6 separate regions of the Mus musculus genome follow, and all the other regions are linked to region 1. The links are chromatin contacts, called in public HiChIP or PLAC-seq and promoter capture Hi-C maps. All regions are on one chromosome and are shown on one strand. The core of a region is the stretch at or near the end of the contact, and the rest is flanking DNA. Distances in the headings are between cores, read along the strand shown. Region 1 holds the start of Rpl13 (ribosomal protein L13). Region 2 holds the start of Il17c (interleukin 17C). Region 3 overlaps Piezo1 (piezo-type mechanosensitive ion channel component 1). Region 4 holds the start of Mvd (mevalonate (diphospho) decarboxylase). Region 5 overlaps Galns (galactosamine (N-acetyl)-6-sulfate sulfatase). Region 6 holds the start of Zfp469 (zinc finger protein 469).

The links. Promoter capture Hi-C pulls out the DNA fragments that hold promoters and counts their contacts. HiChIP or PLAC-seq counts read pairs in DNA pulled down with a chosen protein or histone mark. Capture Hi-C pulls out chosen DNA fragments and counts their contacts.
Region 2: a contact with region 1 is called in a promoter capture Hi-C map of pancreatic islet, with 2.9 times the contacts expected there. The contact joins the promoter of Il17c here to the promoter of Rpl13 in region 1. A contact is called at or near these places in 1 of 39 promoter capture datasets (the C10 cell line), 6 of 115 datasets of contacts at active chromatin or transcription factors (T-cell acute lymphoblastic leukemia, bone marrow-derived macrophages, embryonic forebrain and 3 more) and 2 of 9 other capture datasets (adipose tissue and pancreatic islet).
Region 3: a promoter capture Hi-C map of liver shows a contact between it and region 1, with 4 times the contacts expected there. The contact joins the enhancer-like site here to the promoter of Rpl13 in region 1. A contact is called at or near these places in 13 of 39 promoter capture datasets (the 3T3-L1 cell line, embryonic stem cells, hematopoietic stem and progenitor cells and 7 more), 1 of 15 datasets of contacts at CTCF or cohesin (large pre-B cells), 1 of 484 Hi-C or Micro-C datasets (pro-B cells), 15 of 115 datasets of contacts at active chromatin or transcription factors (the NIH/3T3 cell line, acute myeloid leukemia, astrocytes and 9 more) and 3 of 9 other capture datasets (adipose tissue, embryonic stem cells and pancreatic islet).
Region 4: a contact with region 1 is called in a promoter capture Hi-C map of liver, with 2.2 times the contacts expected there. The contact joins the promoter of Mvd here to the promoter of Rpl13 in region 1. A contact is called at or near these places in 4 of 39 promoter capture datasets (the C10 cell line, the SN4741 cell line, cranial neural crest and 1 more), 11 of 115 datasets of contacts at active chromatin or transcription factors (the SCID.adh cell line, T-cell acute lymphoblastic leukemia, astrocytes and 6 more) and 4 of 9 other capture datasets (adipose tissue, embryonic stem cells, liver and 1 more).
Region 5: an H3K4me3 HiChIP or PLAC-seq map of bone marrow-derived macrophages shows a contact between it and region 1, with 7 times the contacts expected there. The contact joins the enhancer-like site here to the promoter of Rpl13 in region 1. A contact is called at or near these places in 13 of 39 promoter capture datasets (the 3T3-L1 cell line, 3T3-L1-derived adipocytes, HPC-7-derived erythroid cells and 7 more), 2 of 15 datasets of contacts at CTCF or cohesin (both in the NIH/3T3 cell line), 7 of 484 Hi-C or Micro-C datasets (all in embryonic stem cells), 24 of 115 datasets of contacts at active chromatin or transcription factors (the SCID.adh cell line, acute myeloid leukemia, astrocytes and 12 more) and 5 of 9 other capture datasets (adipose tissue, embryonic stem cells, liver and 2 more).
Region 6: a promoter capture Hi-C map of liver shows a contact between it and region 1, with 2.7 times the contacts expected there. The contact joins the promoter of Zfp469 here to the promoter of Rpl13 in region 1. A contact is called at or near these places in 2 of 39 promoter capture datasets (liver and pre-B cells) and 1 of 115 datasets of contacts at active chromatin or transcription factors (pancreatic cancer cells).

The regions. Positions count from the first base shown.
Region 1 is chr8:123,100,913-123,103,612 of GRCm38.p6, forward strand. It overlaps Rpl13 (ribosomal protein L13), which reads left to right and starts at 1,438. Exons shown (of 6, transcript NM_016738.5): 1 at 1,438-1,533; 2 at 1,741-1,850; 3 at 1,933-2,074; 4 at 2,271-2,444. The coding sequence starts at 1,747. It overlaps Snord68 (small nucleolar RNA, C/D box 68), which reads left to right and starts at 2,146; the gene lies at 2,146-2,193.
Region 2 is chr8:122,420,748-122,423,447 of GRCm38.p6, forward strand. It overlaps Il17c (interleukin 17C), which reads left to right and starts at 1,273. Exons shown (of 2, transcript NM_145834.4): 1 at 1,273-1,658; 2 at 2,560-2,700. The coding sequence starts at 1,372.
Region 3 is chr8:122,516,325-122,519,024 of GRCm38.p6, forward strand. All of the region lies in intron 1 of Piezo1 (piezo-type mechanosensitive ion channel component 1), which reads right to left. Among named protein-coding and RNA genes, the nearest start is that of Gm26497, 3.0 kb to the right of the region's middle. Within about 2 kb of position 1,382, at least 60 of the 459 cell types and tissues checked have an H3K27ac peak or open chromatin away from gene starts, as enhancers often do. A contact at or near this core is called in adipose tissue, astrocytes, bone marrow-derived macrophages and 2 more, where this site is marked.
Region 4 is chr8:122,442,010-122,444,709 of GRCm38.p6, forward strand. It overlaps Mvd (mevalonate (diphospho) decarboxylase), which reads right to left and starts at 1,413. Exons shown (of 10, transcript NM_138656.2): 1 at 1,285-1,413. The coding sequence starts at 1,357. It overlaps 9330133O14Rik (RIKEN cDNA 9330133O14 gene), which reads left to right and starts at 1,647. Exons shown (of 1, transcript NR_045696.1): 1 at 1,647-2,700.
Region 5 is chr8:122,584,365-122,587,064 of GRCm38.p6, forward strand. Galns (galactosamine (N-acetyl)-6-sulfate sulfatase) reads right to left here. Exons shown (of 14, transcript NM_016722.4): 12 at 548-669. It also overlaps the pseudogene Gm34962. Among named protein-coding and RNA genes, the nearest start is that of Aprt, 8.8 kb to the left of the region's middle. Within about 2 kb of position 1,412, at least 95 of the 459 cell types and tissues checked have an H3K27ac peak or open chromatin away from gene starts, as enhancers often do. A contact at or near this core is called in the NIH/3T3 cell line, the SN4741 cell line, acute myeloid leukemia and 4 more, where this site is marked.
Region 6 is chr8:122,228,994-122,231,693 of GRCm38.p6, forward strand. It overlaps Zfp469 (zinc finger protein 469), which reads left to right and starts at 1,281. Exons shown (of 3, transcript NM_001362883.1): 1 at 1,281-1,418.

The sequences.
Region 1 (2,700 bases), core at 188-2,687:
ACACTGTTTCAAAGAAGTGCACCTTGAATCTGGGCATTCCTTCCACAGACATTTTCTCTGGGCTGGGAAGATGGTTCAACATCAATTTCTGGCCTTTTCACCCACACTCAAAAAAAATGGCTCCCCCCTACTGAGGATTGAATTTAGCCTCTCATCCAATAGGCAAGAATTACATCCTCAGCCTGCTTCATTATGACATTATTTTCGCGCGCGCACGCGTGTGTGGTATGTGTGTGTGTGTGTTTGTGTGTGTGTGTGTGAGAGAGAGACAGAGAAAATATATATATATCATGGATGAGCTCAGCATGTAGAGCTTGGTTCTCTTCTACCATGTGGGTCCCAGGAATAAAATGGCAGCAAGTACCTTCAACCCTCTAAGCTGTCTTGCCAGCCCTTCCTTTTTAATTTTGAAAAGAGGGTTGGGCTGGAGAGATGGTTCAGCGGTTAAGAGCACGGACTGCTCTTCCAAAGGTCCTGAGTTCAACTCCCAGCAACTACATGGTGGCTCACAACCATCGGTAATGGAGTCTGATGCCCTCTTCTGGTGTGTCTGAAGACAGCTACAGTGTACTTACATAAATAAAATAAATCTTAAAAAAAAAGGAGAAGAAAAAAAAGAAAAGAGGGTTTAAGTTGCTCAAAAAGCATTGAAATTGCTATTGTCCTGTCTCATTTTCTAGATGAATTATGATTATGGTCCTGTGATATCTGGCCCGGGTATAATGTGGATTTTTAAATTTATAGCCCTCTTAATTACTGAGCCATTTCTACAGCTTCTGTAGTGGAATTTTGATCAGGAAGAAACCTGGTAATTGGGAATGAGGAGTGAAAAAAGGTTATAGGCATACAGGTGTAGGACCAGTGTATGCCTTGGCTGTTTTGTTGTCGCTGCTACTGTGGGTAGGAATTCAGTATTGTATTTCGTCACACCTGATTTCCCCCCGAGGAGTTAAGTCAGGGCTAAAGGAGTTATCTAAGTAAATGGGGGAGTTTGGGGCTGGAGAAATGACTCAGTAGTTACGATCACTGGCTGCTTGCTGTTTCAGAAGTTCAATTCTCAGCACCCAGGAACTCCGGTAGTAGGGGATCCGACGCACAGCCATGAAACCAGGGAGACACTCATACAAATAAAGTAAAAATAAATAAAAATCTTAAAGTGGGGGGGGAAGTCTGGAATGGGGGTGCGTGCTTCAGTTCTGGGGAAACATAAATTCCAGGCAAATCTATAATAAATTTTCCTGGGTGGACGGGGAAAAAACACTGGATCTAGGAGGGAGAAAGAGTTTTAGGGGTTTAATTCATAGGTGCGCCCCTGAGCACGCCGGAGATACCCACACTGCGAAGTTAGGAACCAGCGAGAATAACCAACCCGACGGCTAGAAAGGCGATGGTCCGCCGGCGGGCGGGTTCGCGTGACGTCACTTCCCTTTCGCCTGATTTTGATTGGCGTTTGAGATTGGCCGGACTCCCTACAAGCCCAGGGTGCTTTGCGGTGCCCGGTCCTTTCCGCTCGGCCGTTCTCCTGTATAGGAGGTGAGTCTCTGCCGCCGCCGGTCCCATCGTGGTCCATCGGGCTCCATCGCCCTCCATCCGCTGTCATCGGCGAAGAGAGGCCGCACGGACAGCCATGGAGGAGCCCGGGCGCCGACAGCACGGAGCCAGGGCAGGGGCGGGAGGACCCGGGACGGGGTTGGGGACCCTGGCCTTGACTCGCCGCCCTCCTCTCCCTCGCGGCCTTAGGCAGCCATGGCGCCCAGCCGGAATGGCATGATACTGAAGCCCCACTTCCACAAGGATTGGCAGCAGCGAGTGGACACTTGGTTCAACCAGCCGGCGCGCAAGATCCGCAGGTATAGATCGCGCGTGGCTCGCGTGGGCTCCAGGGCGGGGACGCGCGTGGGGCAGGAGGTGACGGCTGTGCTTTTCCTGCAGGCGCAAGGCCCGGCAGGCGAAAGCGCGTCGCATCGCCCCTCGCCCCGCGTCCGGCCCCATCAGGCCCATCGTGAGGTGCCCTACAGTGAGATACCACACCAAGGTCCGGGCTGGCAGGGGCTTCAGCCTGGAGGAGCTCAGGGTGAGTGCGGCAGGGCGAGGTCCCTTGGCAGGTCCCTCGGGCTCGGTGGAATGATGACATTCTCCGGAATCGCTGTACTGACTTGATGAAAGTACTTTTGAACCCTTTTCCATCTGATGACACCGAGTTTTCTCGGCAGGGCCGGCTTGGGGTGGGGTGACTGCGAGGTGGGTGACCAGTTTCTGTTTCTGAACAGGTGGCTGGCATCCACAAGAAAGTGGCTCGCACCATCGGCATCTCTGTGGACCCGAGGAGGCGAAACAAGTCCACGGAGTCACTGCAGGCCAACGTGCAGCGCCTGAAGGAGTACCGCTCCAAGCTCATCCTGTTCCCCAGGAAGCCTTCTGCTCCGAAGAAGGGAGACAGTTCTGTAAGTCCTGCGGGGCGGCAGAGGTCCGGCTCAGTGTAGATAGAGTCTGTGTTCTTGGATCCAGCTCTGCAGAGTTGACATGAGTGCAGCAGTGGGAGGTTAGAGCGTACTGGGGGCGGCGGTGACGCGTGCAGATCAGTGGGAGCCACTATGGTGTCCCTGGGCTTTCCAGTGTCTGTTAGTGTTGGGAGCTATTGACTTGGAGCCTGGTATGCTGTTCTAGAGCGTTCACCCTACCAGGACGTTCAGGGGCATC
Region 2 (2,700 bases), core at 23-2,522, 680 kb before region 1:
GGCAGGCAGATTTCTGAGTTTGAGGCCAGCCTGTTCTACAAAGTGAGTTCCAGGACAGCCAGGGCTACACAGAGAAACCCTGTCTCGGAAAAAATAAATAAATAAACAAACAAACAAACCTGTTGGAGAGGGTCTGGAGAGAGGATTCAGAGGTTAAAAGCACTGGGTGTTCTTACAGCCATGATTCCAGTTCCAGGAGATCAAAGGGTCCACTCCTGGCCTCCGTGGGTACCAGACACATACGTGCAGACAAAACACTCATCCACGTGGTTTGTTTTTTGGGGTGGTTTATTGTTTGTTTGTTTTGTTTGTTATTGCTTGTTTACTTGTTGTTATTTATTGAGACAGGGTTTCTCTATGTAGCCCTGGTTGTCCAGGAACTCACTCGGTAGACCAGGCTGGCCTCAAACTCACAAAGATCTGCCTGCCTCTGCCTCCTGAGTGCTCAGATTAAAGGCAAGTGCCAACATACCTAGCTCACACAAAAGGCTTATTATTATTATTATAAACTTGTAGGGTCCCATATCAAACCTAGGGGCATTCCCTAGCTTCCATCTCTCCTGCCTGCACAGGGTGGTGGTGCATGGTGACTTTAGGCAGGAAGCACAACCTCCAAGTCCATCCACTGGTCCAGGGCCTGGAACCTTACAGACTCATGTCAGGCAGGATGTAGCACGTAAGTCCCCCAGTGCCAGCCCCAGAGTCCCTGAGTTCAAACAGCCGAACTGACACAAATCAAAGCGGTGAGCTGCTGAGAACTGCTTGGCTGAAAGCCCTAGTTCCTGGTTCCAGAGTGTCCTGCCAGGCAGGGCCCTGTGCTCTCCTGGGCATTCCACTGGGTCGGATCTTTGGGTAGAAAGGTTGCCTTGCAGGGGCTCCGAAGTATCTGTGACGACGGGCGGGGTAGGTGTGGCCAGGGCAGGGCCCGGGCTGTTCTCAGGACCTAGCTGGATAACTCTGTGATGCAAAGGGACAGACCCAGAGGAGGAAGCAGAGCTGGATTTTCCCCAGGTGTGGCCCCAGGTATAAAGCACACAGCCAGGCTTCACCTGTTACAGCACTGGGACCGTCGCCAGGTGTGAGGCTGCTCCGTGTCTGCTGCCATGGCCACCGTCACCGTCACTGTGATGGTGAGCCTGGTGCCTTTCCCAGCCTCATGATGACAGCCTATCCCAGAGGGGTGGATGGCAGGGCCTTTGGGATGCCTTTAGGCTAAGCCTATTTGCCCACCTACAAAGGGAAATCTAAACCCCATCTTTTCACTGAGAACAGGCAACCTTGGGAGGAAATGGGTGTTCTCTGGGCTTCCCCTAACCATGCACCTGCCTTGCTCCACAGAGTCTCCTGCTTCTAGGCTGGTTGCCTACTGGGATGACCCACCAAGATCCCCCGTCCTGGGGGAAACCCCGAAGCCATAGGACCCTGCGGTGCTACTCTGCTGAGGAATTATCTCACGGCCAGGCTCCTCCACACCTGCTAACTCGAAGTGCCAGGTGGGAGCAGGCCCTCCCTGTGGCCCTGGTGGCCAGTTTGGAGGCCACGGGCCACAGGAGACAGCATGAAGGACCTCTAGCTGGAACACAGTGCCCCGTGCTGCGGCCGGAGGAGGTGCTGGAAGCTGACACTCACGAGCGCTCCATCTCACCATGGAGATATCGGTGAGGGTGATGGGGTCCCCATCGGTGGGGGCATGGGGAGAGCTTTATTTCCACCCCGGAGCCCTAGATCACTGTCTGTTCAGGGTGCACACTCGCCCCAACCTCTAAAAACATGTTCCCCTAAGAAGCTGGGGCTTGCGGGGCTAGAGAGATGGCTCAGCGGTTAAGAGCACTGACTGCTCTGGAAGAGGTCCTGAGTTCAAATCCCAGCAACCACATGGTGACTCACAACCATCTGTAATGGGATCTGATGCCCTCTTCTGGTGTGTCTGAGGACAGCTACAGTGTATTTACATATAATCAATCAATCAATCAATCAATCAATCAATCTTTGGGCCGGAGCGAGTGAGGCGAGAAGGGAGGAAGGAGAGAGAGAGAGAGAAAGAGAGAGAGAGAGAGAGAGAGAGAGAGAGAGAGAGAGAGAGAGAGAGACTCAGCTAATTAAAAAGAAGAAGAAGCAGCTGAGGCTTGAGCTAAGTGAGACCAGAGCCCTCACTAAAGCCCCTGTCTCTATGTTCTCAGAGACCATGGAGGAATGCAGGTAACATCACTTATCAAGCATTAACAGAATGCCAGCCCGCTCAGTGCCTGCACCATTTTGTCTGTAGCATTCACATTCTCAGACTACAAATTTTAGAGCAAGCGGGGCGCAGTCCCAGGACAATAGAGCTCCAAGGAGGGAAGCGGAGTGGGAGGGTTGAGGAGATGGCTCACTGCATAAGAGCATTTAGTTGGCAAGCATGAAGACTTGAGTTCAAATCCCCCGCATCCACATTAAAAAAAAAAAAAAAAATGGAGGGAAGAGGGATGCCCAGCCCACCGAGCTCCGAGCTGCTTGTGGAAGCTCAGAGTGGCTCTGGGTAGAGCCGGAGTGCACATTCTTATGGTTCCCTCCCCACAGCATCGACACAGATGAGAACCGCTACCCACAGAAGCTGGCGGTGGCAGAATGCTTGTGTCGTGGATGCATCAACGCCAAGACAGGCCGTGAGACAGCTGCCCTGAACTCGGTGCAGCTGCTGCAGAGCCTGCTGGTACTACG
Region 3 (2,700 bases), core at 132-2,631, 580 kb before region 1:
CTCCCAAGCACAGCCAATGAAGGGCGGCCACCACAGGCCCTGGGGAGCAGGGAAAGATGCTTTACCCTGCAGCCTGCTTGGCAAGCTTAAAATTCAGACCCCGAGGTTCTGTGTGTGTTGAGTGCGGGAGAGGCTAAAGTTAATTTATTATTGTTTTTAAGAATTATCTATTTATTTTACGTATATGAGTACACTGTCGATGTCTTCAGACACACCAGAAGAGGGCCCCAGATCTCATTATGGTTGTAAGCCACCATGTGGTTGCTGGGAATTGAACTCAGGATCTGTGGACGAGCCGTCAGTGCTCTTAACTACTGAGCCATCTCTCCAGTCCCGCGGCTAAAGTTTAACTGTTATCAAGTTTCAGTCAGGAAAATGAGATGGTCCTGGGGTGGCCATTAGTGACATATGAGGATGTGCCTAATGCCACCACACTATCAAAAATAGATTAAGATGACAAACTTCGTGGATAGATGTTTTACCGGAATAAATACATGAACGGTGTCCAAAATCTGTGATGGGCTCCAGAAACCAGAGACCCAAGATGGCAAGGGGTAGGGACTTCCATGCCTGGCTTCCTGGCAACGAGGAAATGTGAGATGGGCTACTGAGATTGAGGCCTGGCTACTCCTAATCCCAGGTAGGGCCAGGAGAACCCTACATAGCTGTATGTGCCAAAGGTAGATGAAATGCAAGGTGAGGCACCAGGGACCAGGCGAGGGGAACGCCCTGTCCTGCCTCAGCAACACAGGTCAGCTTGGGAGATGCACAGGCCCTGAGCTCTGCCCTTTCCCCTGCCTCTTTTCCTTCCTGCCTGCCCTCCGTGTAGAGCGGTCCCAACACTGTACAGAGAAATAAAGGCTACGTCCAGAGACGAACACTCTACCCAAGGAAACAGGCTCAGAGGCACAACTTGACACTCCAGGGTCTCGTTCTCAGTCATCATTCCTCCAAGATTATCACCCCTCAAGAGCAAGAAGAGCGAGCCAGGAGAGCGAGTCCCGCCTGGGTCAGCCGTGCAGCTCTTGCTTCTGGGAAGAGAGGGAAAGAAACACTAAGAGGCAACACAACCTGGCTGTGTCGGGATGCAGGGTTCCCAGGTGCTCCCTGGTCCCGGTGGTGTGGCGTATTGGTTGAAACACATTGATGTGACTGTCACAACCATGACTTTAGCAGTGCAGAGGACAGAGGTGAGATGTTATTTATCACAAGCAGCCTGAAGGAGACAGCCTTCCTTGTCTTTGTCCTTGAAGGTTAGCTGCCACCTAACTGCAGGAGAGGGGTCATGGGGGACAAAGACATTCCTCAAAGAGGGCAGAGCCTCAGACTGCTCTGGTGGAGCTGCTGGGCAAAGCCTGTGATTTCACAGGAAACAGGCCTTTCCTGAGCCAGCAACAATAGGGACAGCCAGAGGCAGGAAGGGCCCCTTGCAGGCCAGCACATACTTAACCCTTTATAGACCCTCACCCTACAGCACAAAGCTGAAGACCCTTGCTAACATCCACTCTGGGGTCCTCAAGCCATAGCTGAGGGCTAATGAAGTCCACCGGGTGGCTCCCCTGGACTCTGAGTGACCCAGAGCAGAGCAACGGTTTGCTCGTCGTTGTGGGAACCGGGTCAGGGAGGGAGGGGTAAGGGTAATAGGACCACACACAACTTTTAGAGTACACCACACAGAAGGTTTGTCACCACCCCTCCTCCACCATGAGCATGAAGATGGGCCTGCAGATTGGGCTGTAAGGGAGACCTCACCTACTCAAGAAGCCCCAGCCTGGCCCAGGGTCTGTCAGGGTAGGAGACGAGAATCCACCACTCCCTGGAGGCTCTTTGAGCCAGCTGCTCCCATATGTCTCTGGTCAAAGAAGCCTTACAGCGACCTCCCAAAGCAGATGCCAGACACATTTGTAAATGGCTCTGGAAATGAGTCTGAAGCACACGGCAGATCTGTGGGGAGCTTCCCCTACCACAGCCAGTGCTGGACAGACGGACGGAAAGGTGCAGAGATACAGTGTGTGCTTGAGATGACCGGATCCTTTGGAGGGATGGGCTGTGTCAACAGGGAGAGAACACAGTGAAGGTTCACACTAGTCTGCATCAACGCAGCAGGCCGTCCAGCCCAAGTGGAGACAAGCAAGCGTCCAGTGCAGGAACAGCATGGTTTCTTCGAGGGAAGCCTGGGTGAAGAGCAGACTCACCTCACCCTACCATCTCGGCCCAGCACAGAAACAAGGTTGAGGGTCTCATATAACCCCCCACCCCACCATTGTCACTCCTGTCTGCACAAGAGAGGGAACAGGTTTGGATGGCCTGCCCTCCTAGTCTCTAGGCTACCTCCCTCTGAGAAGGGAGGAGAGTCTCTCTAGGCCAAAAGAAAGACCTCGGTGAGCAGAGAGAGTTGAGCAGAGGCCCCAACAGGAGAGACCAGGCTAGCCCAAAGGACTGCAACCCATCTCTAGGGCAGGGCAGGGCAGGGCAGGGCAGGGCCTGCTTGGGACCCTGGGGCAGCCACAGTCTCAGCCCTGGAGGAAGTGGTGTCTAGACTGGCAAAGAGCTACAAGGCAGAGCAGAGCCTGGAGTCCTTCTATGGTCCCAGCTATGCAGCAGCCGTGTCCAGTGGTGGAGCAGAGACTCCGCTGAGACCCTGGGTCCCACAGAGGAGTACGCTGTCCAAAGAGGCCATAGCTGCCAGGCTGGGAGAGG
Region 4 (2,700 bases), core at 163-2,662, 660 kb before region 1:
CGTTGAAGTGTCTAGAGATGCTGCAACTGCTGGCAAAGGCTTTAAAGCAGCCACCATGGAAGTGCTCCAAGCAGCAACCACGCAAAGAAGAAATGGCCCGCAAAGAGATGAAGTAAGAAATGGGGAGCTGGAGAGATGGCTCAGTGGATAAGAGCGCCGATTGCTCTTCCAAAGGTCCTGAGTTCAAATCCCAGCAACCACATGGTGGCTCACAACCATCTGTAATGAGATCTGACCCCCTCTTGTGGTGCACCTGAAATAGCTACAGTGTAATTATTTATAATAATTATTTATAATAATAAATAAATCTTTGGGCCAGAGAGAGCTGGGGTTGACTGGAGCAAGCAAAGGTACTAAATTCAATCCCCAACAACCACATGAAGGTTCACAACTATAATGTACTCATATACATTAAATAAATTAATTAAATCTTAAGGGTTGGCGTAGCACTGGTGGGAATACCAGCTGGGTACTGCCACCCCAGGGAACCCACAGATCATTAACAGAATGAAGAACTGACTCTTGTTCTCCCAGAGCTGCCAGGGCATTCTTCCTAGGAAGGATGAAAGTTCACACCAAAACCTGCCCATAAATGTGGCAGCAGTTTTCCTGGTAACAACAGAGCCCCTGTTCTAGGGCCTAAGCAACAGTGGGCAATGAAATCCTGCTGCGTCCACCTGGATAATCCTCGGGAAGAGCGTGCGTACTGAAACGAGCCAAACTCAAGAATCTACAGGCTGCGTGGATCCACTTCTAAATGACCACGGTGGAAGGAAGAGCAGAGGGAGACTGGGGTGAGAAGCCCTGGTCCCGGCAATACCTCCCCAGTTTACAAGTGTCACCAGGGAGGGAGGAAGATCTGCCCCTCACCAGCGCCCCTCGGATCCCTGCATGGCAACGCCCCCTTCATCCCTGAGCTACCCTCCCAGCCTTCTCCAGCCCAGCTACTCCAGATCCGGGACATTGGTCTTTCCCTCCAGCCCTAGGACCCTGAATCCCGGCAGCAGTGACCCTCATCTCCAGCCCTGTGCACATCGATCCCGGCACCTGTGCCCCGGTCTCCAACTCCCAGGCTCCCCGATCCTGGTTGTAGTAACCCCCATTTCCACCACTGTGCCCATGGATCTGACGGTGGCGAACTTCCCCCTCATTCCAGCCTGGAGGATCCCCTTTCCAGCCCAGCTACTCTGGAACCCGACCCTCGAGCCCAGGGGTCCCAGTGACTACAGCCTCCAGCTCTATGCCCCGATCCCGGCCGAGGTGACTGTTGTCTCCAGCACTCACAGTACTTGATAACTGCGATGTTGACCGGCGCCGTGCAGGTGACCATTAGGTCCTGAGGCTTTTCTGAGGCCATAACTGAGATGCTGGAGTCCCGAGCTAGAGAGCCCAGCACCGATTACCCGGTGTCTACAGACTCACGCGCTGCCATATGATTGGCCCGCTGGCCGGGCTTTTCCCGTGCTGTCCAATAGGCGACAGGCCGAGCCCATGATCCACTTTTTAGCCTATGGACAGGATCGAATGATGTGCGGCTGACACTGAGCCCGCCCCCGGTGCCTGCAAGCTCGTGGCTGCGAGCGAGAGGCGGGGTCCGCTCAGGGAGTGGAATCTACGCATGCGCAGGAGGTGGTATCTGCGCAGGCGTAGGAGGCCTCCTTCTTACAAAGGTTCCTCCTTCTGGCACAAGCACCACTGGATAGCCTGAGTGACCGTCGGGACAGCGGGGCCATCTGCTGCTGAAACAGCGGAGCTGAAAAAGGATACGCATCTAGCCTCTACGCTGCATGAAAAGCTCACTAGACGGTGAATCCGGAGGGATCCGCAGCCCAAGGTCGCGCCCGAGCCCCACATCCTGGAATCTTCTACATTCACAATCTGACTTCTCTTGTCACAACCTCCAGTCTCCTGGTCCCACAGTCTGGGGTCTCACAGCTTGCCTGAGGTGTCCAGCCGCCGCGCCGGCGGATGTACTGCATCCGAGATGGGCATTTTCTCTCCCAAGCTCCACACAAGCAAGAATTTTGTCGTTTTTTTTTTTTTTTTTTCCGTAGCTGAAATGGATCGGCACATTTCTGTGTCATTCTTACGGTACAGTTTAGTGACCTTTAGTATATTTACTTGATACAACCGTCACCTCTGTTTCCAGAACTAACCATCCATTCTCCAACAGAAACAGATACAACTTCCTGGTTCCACCTCCTGTAAAATCGTGGCTGTTGAATGGCTTAGAGTTCCGAAGATGTGCGAGCACACGATACCCACCCAGGCCACCAGTTCTGTTCCTAGGAGTGTGGATGGTACCTAATCCTTTCACAGCCTTCTGGCTGACATTTTCTACACAGTGAATGGGAGTTGCTTTTTTTTTCCATGCTGCTTTTTCTACGTCTGAGTTTCTTGGACACTTTCCAGCTGCACACCAAAACAGCTTCCTTGTTTGTCTAGACCGTCGGTAATTGACTCAAGCCGTCCCCCTTGGAAGCCATGCACCGGACTTTCCTTGCATTGTGTATAAGAGTGCTTGCGTAGATTCCTAGAAGTGGATGAACCAGCCAAGCAGCTATGTGCCTGGGGCGATGTTGATAGCTGTTGGCCGGCTGCCATCTTGGAAGCTGGATCGATTGCTCAGCTCTCTCTGCTAGAGCGAGAGTGTGTGAATAGGCCTTCTGCGCCACAGTAGACAGCCTGTCAGTCAGGCTG
Region 5 (2,700 bases), core at 162-2,661, 520 kb before region 1:
CCTGCCCAGTGGAGGCCACTAGGTACCCTCAGCTCCAGGGTCCATGGTCTGAAGCACTGTACTCCAGAATCTGGGATGGAGTCCTTGGATCTCCTCGCCCTCAGCCTTTCCCTCCTGTCAGTCCCAGGGCTAGTTGGTGTGGATGGATGTCTCCTATGGCTGACTTGCTTACCCCTGCCCTTGGCCATCCCTGAAGGTAGCTTAGAGTATAGGATCCATTGCTGGGGTTGTCAATGAACTCAACCCAGAATGGGGAGGGATGAGAGGCAACCAGGAAGAGAAAGCAGGAGGGGAGCTCCCAGAGAGCATGGCAGCCATGGCCTGAGGTGAAGATAGAGGTCTCTGGGAGTTAGTAGGCTCTACATCCTCCTTGGTTGGGCGCCCAGGGTCCCATGTCTGTGTTCTTCATCTCCACACAAAGGCATCCATTTCCTGTGAGACCAGAGGGGTAACTCCACGGAAGGCAGAGCACCCAGACGTGGTTCTCACCTTTGGCCTGTCTGGCCAGTGTCTCCTCTGCGGCATGGAGACCCTGCCCCTGCCTCACCTGAGTGGGAATCTCTCCCCTGGGTCCCGTCCCAGGTGGAAGATCAGGGGTAGCTCCGTGTGTTCTTCCTGGGTGTGGGTTGTAACTCCTGAGACGTTCTGCCCGGGGCAGAAGTCAGTGCCCTGCAATGAGAGGCACAGAGAACAAGTGGGCATCCAGGACCCAGAAGCCCATGCAGCAGAGATGCCCTACTAGTCCAGCTGCTCACACATCCCTCGCGCCTGGTACTGCGGTGTTCCCTGGGGAGTGAACGTGAGAGCGGTTGGATCTGGTCACCTCCTGGATGGGGGAAAGCTTCAGGAGGAACTGCTTAGCATCTGTCTCTGGGCGGCTCCCCAAGTTTTTTCCATAATAGTCTGGGCAGCTAGGCTGTAATCTCAGCACTCAGGAGATAGAAGTAGGAATATCTTGAGTTTGAAGTCAGCCTGGGCTACAGGAGACCCTGCCTCAAAACAGATGAAGCCGTCTGGACCGGCTAACGCTTTGATTTTGAGGAGTGCTCCTCAGAGCGCCATAAAGCCTTTTCAGTGTGCGGCCAGGAGAACAGTGGCCTCTCAGAAGATGACGAGTCAGGGTGAGTCACTAGACCAGACACAGGAAGAGGGACCTTTGGCTTGAAAGCTGAGAGAACGCAGACCCAGAGCTGAACACGTGAGCTGAAGTAAGGGACAAAACAGCCGTGACCAGGCTCGAGGGAAGGGCACAGGCTGTGGAATCATGACCACTGCCTTCAGAGGTACAGAGGGAAGGCGGAACACATACTCAGGCTGTACGGAGTCAGTCCCTGCAGCTTCCTCTCAGATAGTTTGGCTGCTGCGGCTACCTTTCCTGGGTGCAGTCTGATTCCATTACAGCCGTTTGTGTGTACAAGCTTGCCCTTTGCCCTGGACCTCCCCTATGAGATTTCGCTGCGTACTCCTTGGGGTGGACTGATGTAGGAATGGAGAATGCCCCTAACCACGCCTCCAACAGTCTCAGACAGGAGCTGTGACTCAGTTGCCCTAGTGTCAGCCAACTCAGCAGTGGGAGACCTTCCTGTAGGGTCTGTATACATTTGACACGCAGCGCCGTTCACTAAGGAAATGTCTGCAGCACCTTGTGTAACACTTCTGGGATGGACAGCTGGTTGGTGCAGCAGTTTACAGTCTATAAAGCAGGGAGGCCATAGCCTATGAAGTTCCATTTGTGAGGAGCTGCAGAGATACAAGTTGGGGACTGGAAGGGTGGGCTATATTACAGTCAAAGTGGGTCCCGAATCTAGGCCTCCTGGAGCGTCCTGCCAGGGGACAAACTGTGCAGCACACAGCAGGAAACCACAACCATTAGCATGAAAATACCAAACAGTTAATGGAGAGGTCTAGATGGAACTCATAAATTATAATTTGGATGCAAATCAAATAAGCTATTTAATTAAGATCCCGCTAATTGGTCTAGGGTTTCTCTTACAGCTGCAGTTGTGTGAGTGCCTTGCTCGCCCTCAGGGCACCTCCGGGAAGTCAGCCTGCTGTAACACTTCATCCTCCCCGCAGAGCAGGCCTCTGGCCTGGCTCTGGATGCACAGCGGGATGGGGACAGGCAGACTGCTAGAAATCTCCTGATTTTGGAGAGGTGGTAAGGGACAGGACACTCGGGTTGGCTCACTCTCCTGGGAGATCAAAGTTCAGGTGTAGCAGCTGAGACCTCCATCTTAGGTCTGAAGCTAGAACCTGAGGCTTGTTAAGACAACCCCAGGAGCCCGGTGTGGTGGCACTCGGGAGGCAGAGGCAGGCAGATTTCTGAGTTCAAGGCCAGCCTGGTCTACAAAGTGAGTTCCAGGAAAGCCAGGGCTACACAGAGAAGCCCTGTCTCGAAAAACCAAAAAAAAAAAAAAAAAAAAAAAAAAAAAAGACAACCCCAGGAATCCAGGAGTGAAGGCCCAAGACCTGGGAGTTCTCTCACACCAGAAGCTCACGAACACTAGCAGAGGCAGATTGTAGCCTTTTGTCTGTAACAACCACCCTTTACCTGGGCCTCAACCCTGAGTCAGACCGTGAGAACTGAGGACAGCGGCAGTTTACAGGACAAAGTTCGGCTAATAACAACTGAGTAGTTCAGGCGATCTCAGGTGTTTTCCAACTTCTTAACAGTATCAGCCCTCCTCACTCCGTGGATGC
Region 6 (2,700 bases), core at 31-2,530, 870 kb before region 1:
CCAGGAAGCATCCTGGAAGCCTGCGCCCAGCCTTGCTTTGCATGATAAAGGTGTTCCCAGGAGTGAAACTGGAACTTCTGAGTGGCAGCTAGACCTACTGGGGGTGGGAGCTGTGGAAGGGCTCTTTCTGACAGGGTCTCTTTCCGTGAAGTACCCCCGCCTGTTGAGAAGCCCACAGATCAATGGTCAGTGATCCAGTTCATCTAAAGTGGAGTCAGTGATCTTCTCTCTCTCAGGACCTGGGGCTGTGAGCTCACATCGTGTACGTGTGTGCGTGGAGACCAGAGGTCGGCTTCAGGTGCTGTCCGCTTTGTTATGGAGACAGGTTACCCTGGAGCTCACCGAGTAAATTAAGCTGCCTGGCCAGCTAGCCCCAGGGATCTGCCTGGCTCTTGCTTCCCCAGCACTGGGTTCAAATACACGCCACACCTTGCCTTTTTACTCAATGCTGGGGCATTGAACCCTCATGCTGAGCTGAACATCTTAACATAAGCTCTTCCAGCTGTGTGGCCTCTGGCAGATTCCTGATCTGTGAAGCTTGGGTTCATGTTAGATGTGGCATTTTGTCAGATGATCTTAAAGGTGCCCCTCCGTCTCTAGAGACCTAAATAGCTCCTTCGGTCCCCACTACGTTCCAGTGTGCTCATCCCCAGGCTGGATGATGGCCCAGTAGGAAGCCACCAAGGTTGATGACTTCGAGCTCTGTGTTATGACAGAAGCCCGCTGGACATCTACTCCAGGCCGCAGCACCTTAGAGTGTCAGACTTATGTACTGGGGGGTAGGGGGAGGCTTAACCTGAATTTTCCCCTAAACAGGTGTCAGCTATGGCCCGGGCCCTAACCTTCCGGGACAGAAGCCAGAGGAAGAGGTTTAGTTGCTTTTGGTGGCCCAGGGACTGGGAGGAGCGAAGGATGGATAGAGCTGCGACTGGAAGCCACACGGTGGAATGGTGGCAGCCGTTTCCGAAGTTGCGCTGAAGCCAGGCTTTCCGCCCAGCGGCGTGCCAGCTGTAGAACTGGCCAAGGAGCGTGTTGTGGGGGGAGAGGGTTGGTGACCGGGGAGAGAGTTTCCCACCAGGCCGGCGTGGCTAGGTGGATCACATGAAACCAACACCTAGGAAAAGCCGTGCTAAAAATAGCCGGGGCGGGGCGGGGGGGGGGGGGGGCGCAAGCGTGTAACCCAAGCCGGGGCGCTGCTGTGCGTCCGGCCTCCGCGCGAGCGCTGCCCGCGGACCGGCCCGGGAGGCGGCCCTCTGCTCGCACCCCGCCCCAGGCGCAGCGCGGCGGCTCGGTGCCCGGCGGACGGGCGGGCGGGCGGCCGGGGCGCTGCGGGCGGGGATGAGCGCTGGGGCTACGCGGTCCGGGCGCGGGCGCCCCGCGCGTCCCGGGAACTGGAGCTACGCGCGGCCGGGGCGGAGGTGAGTGCGCGTCGCTGGGGTGATCAGGGACGGGTGCGGTCACCGCGCTGCCCTCCAGGCGCACGGCTGGCCTCGGGTTCCGACACACGGTGAGACGAGCTGCAGGCGCCGAGTACCGAACTCGGGGCTGCCTGGCCCAGCCCCTGAGAGAGCTGTTGGGGATGTCGCCCGCGAGTTGCGAAGCACAGAGCAAGCATCACCAGAGCCCAGGGGAGTCGGAGCCACGGGGCTGCGGGAGGTGAAGCGGTAACTCATTCATTGCGACTTGGAACCGTTCGTATGCTACTCCACCGCCGCCCGCTCGGGACCCCCTAAGGTCTGATTCCGCGGGCGGGATGGGGTCCGGCTAGCGGACTTGAGGGTCACCACGCTCTTGCTTCCGCCAGGAGGCCCATCGCGCCCCCACCCACCCTGTGCTTTGGGGCAGCTCCGCTGGAGGAGTCCACGGAGTTAAGCTAAGCCGACCGCGGAGACACTGCGCCCCTCGTGGCGATGGTGGGAAGGGGAGGGTATCGTAGCGGGATTCAATCGGACTTCCAGTGGCGGCCTGGACCCTGTCCTGCACCCGAGACCCCAGGGTAGAAGCAGGGATGTGCATAGCAGACAGGAAAGCGGAACAGCCGGGCTGCTGAGTGGGGCTCGGGCTCCAGCTGAGACAGTTGATGGCTTTTCTTCGGGCTCCTCTGAGCCGGCTGTGTGGGGACTGTGCCACGTGTTACTACTGCATTTAATCTTCCTAGTGAAATGGGTGGAACCCCGTGCTCTAGATGAAGAGGGTCAGAGTGGCCTGTGTTGCACAGCTGGAAAGCAGCAGAGGTGCTGACAGTCCAGAGCCACACTGCCAGTTGACTCTGGTCCAGTTCCCCCTGTTAGAGGGACAAAGGTGTGTCGAGGCCTCTGTGTCCTGCACTGTCCCAACCGTCTTTACTCAGCCAACACCCAAGTCCGGAAAATAACAGACAAGCGGGCAAAATGCTTGGGCATATTGACGGGGCCAGTCGGGGAGAGCAGCAGCTGGCCAGCAGTCCCTTCAGGATGGCATAAGCTTGCCTGGCAGGTCCCTTTTGCCATAAGCTTGGCCTGGCAGGTCCCAAACAACTGGGCAGAGCCAACAGAGTGTGTCTTCCTTATTGTGAATGGGAGAAGGCAGCAGAGGACGGCACAGGGTTTCTTCAGTCTGGGAGATAAGGTGAGACAAAGCAAGTGGACTCCAGGCTGTCAGTATCCCAGGGCATTGTAGAGGCCGTGGGAGAGCCAAAGAGAGCTCTGAAGTCATGAGCTT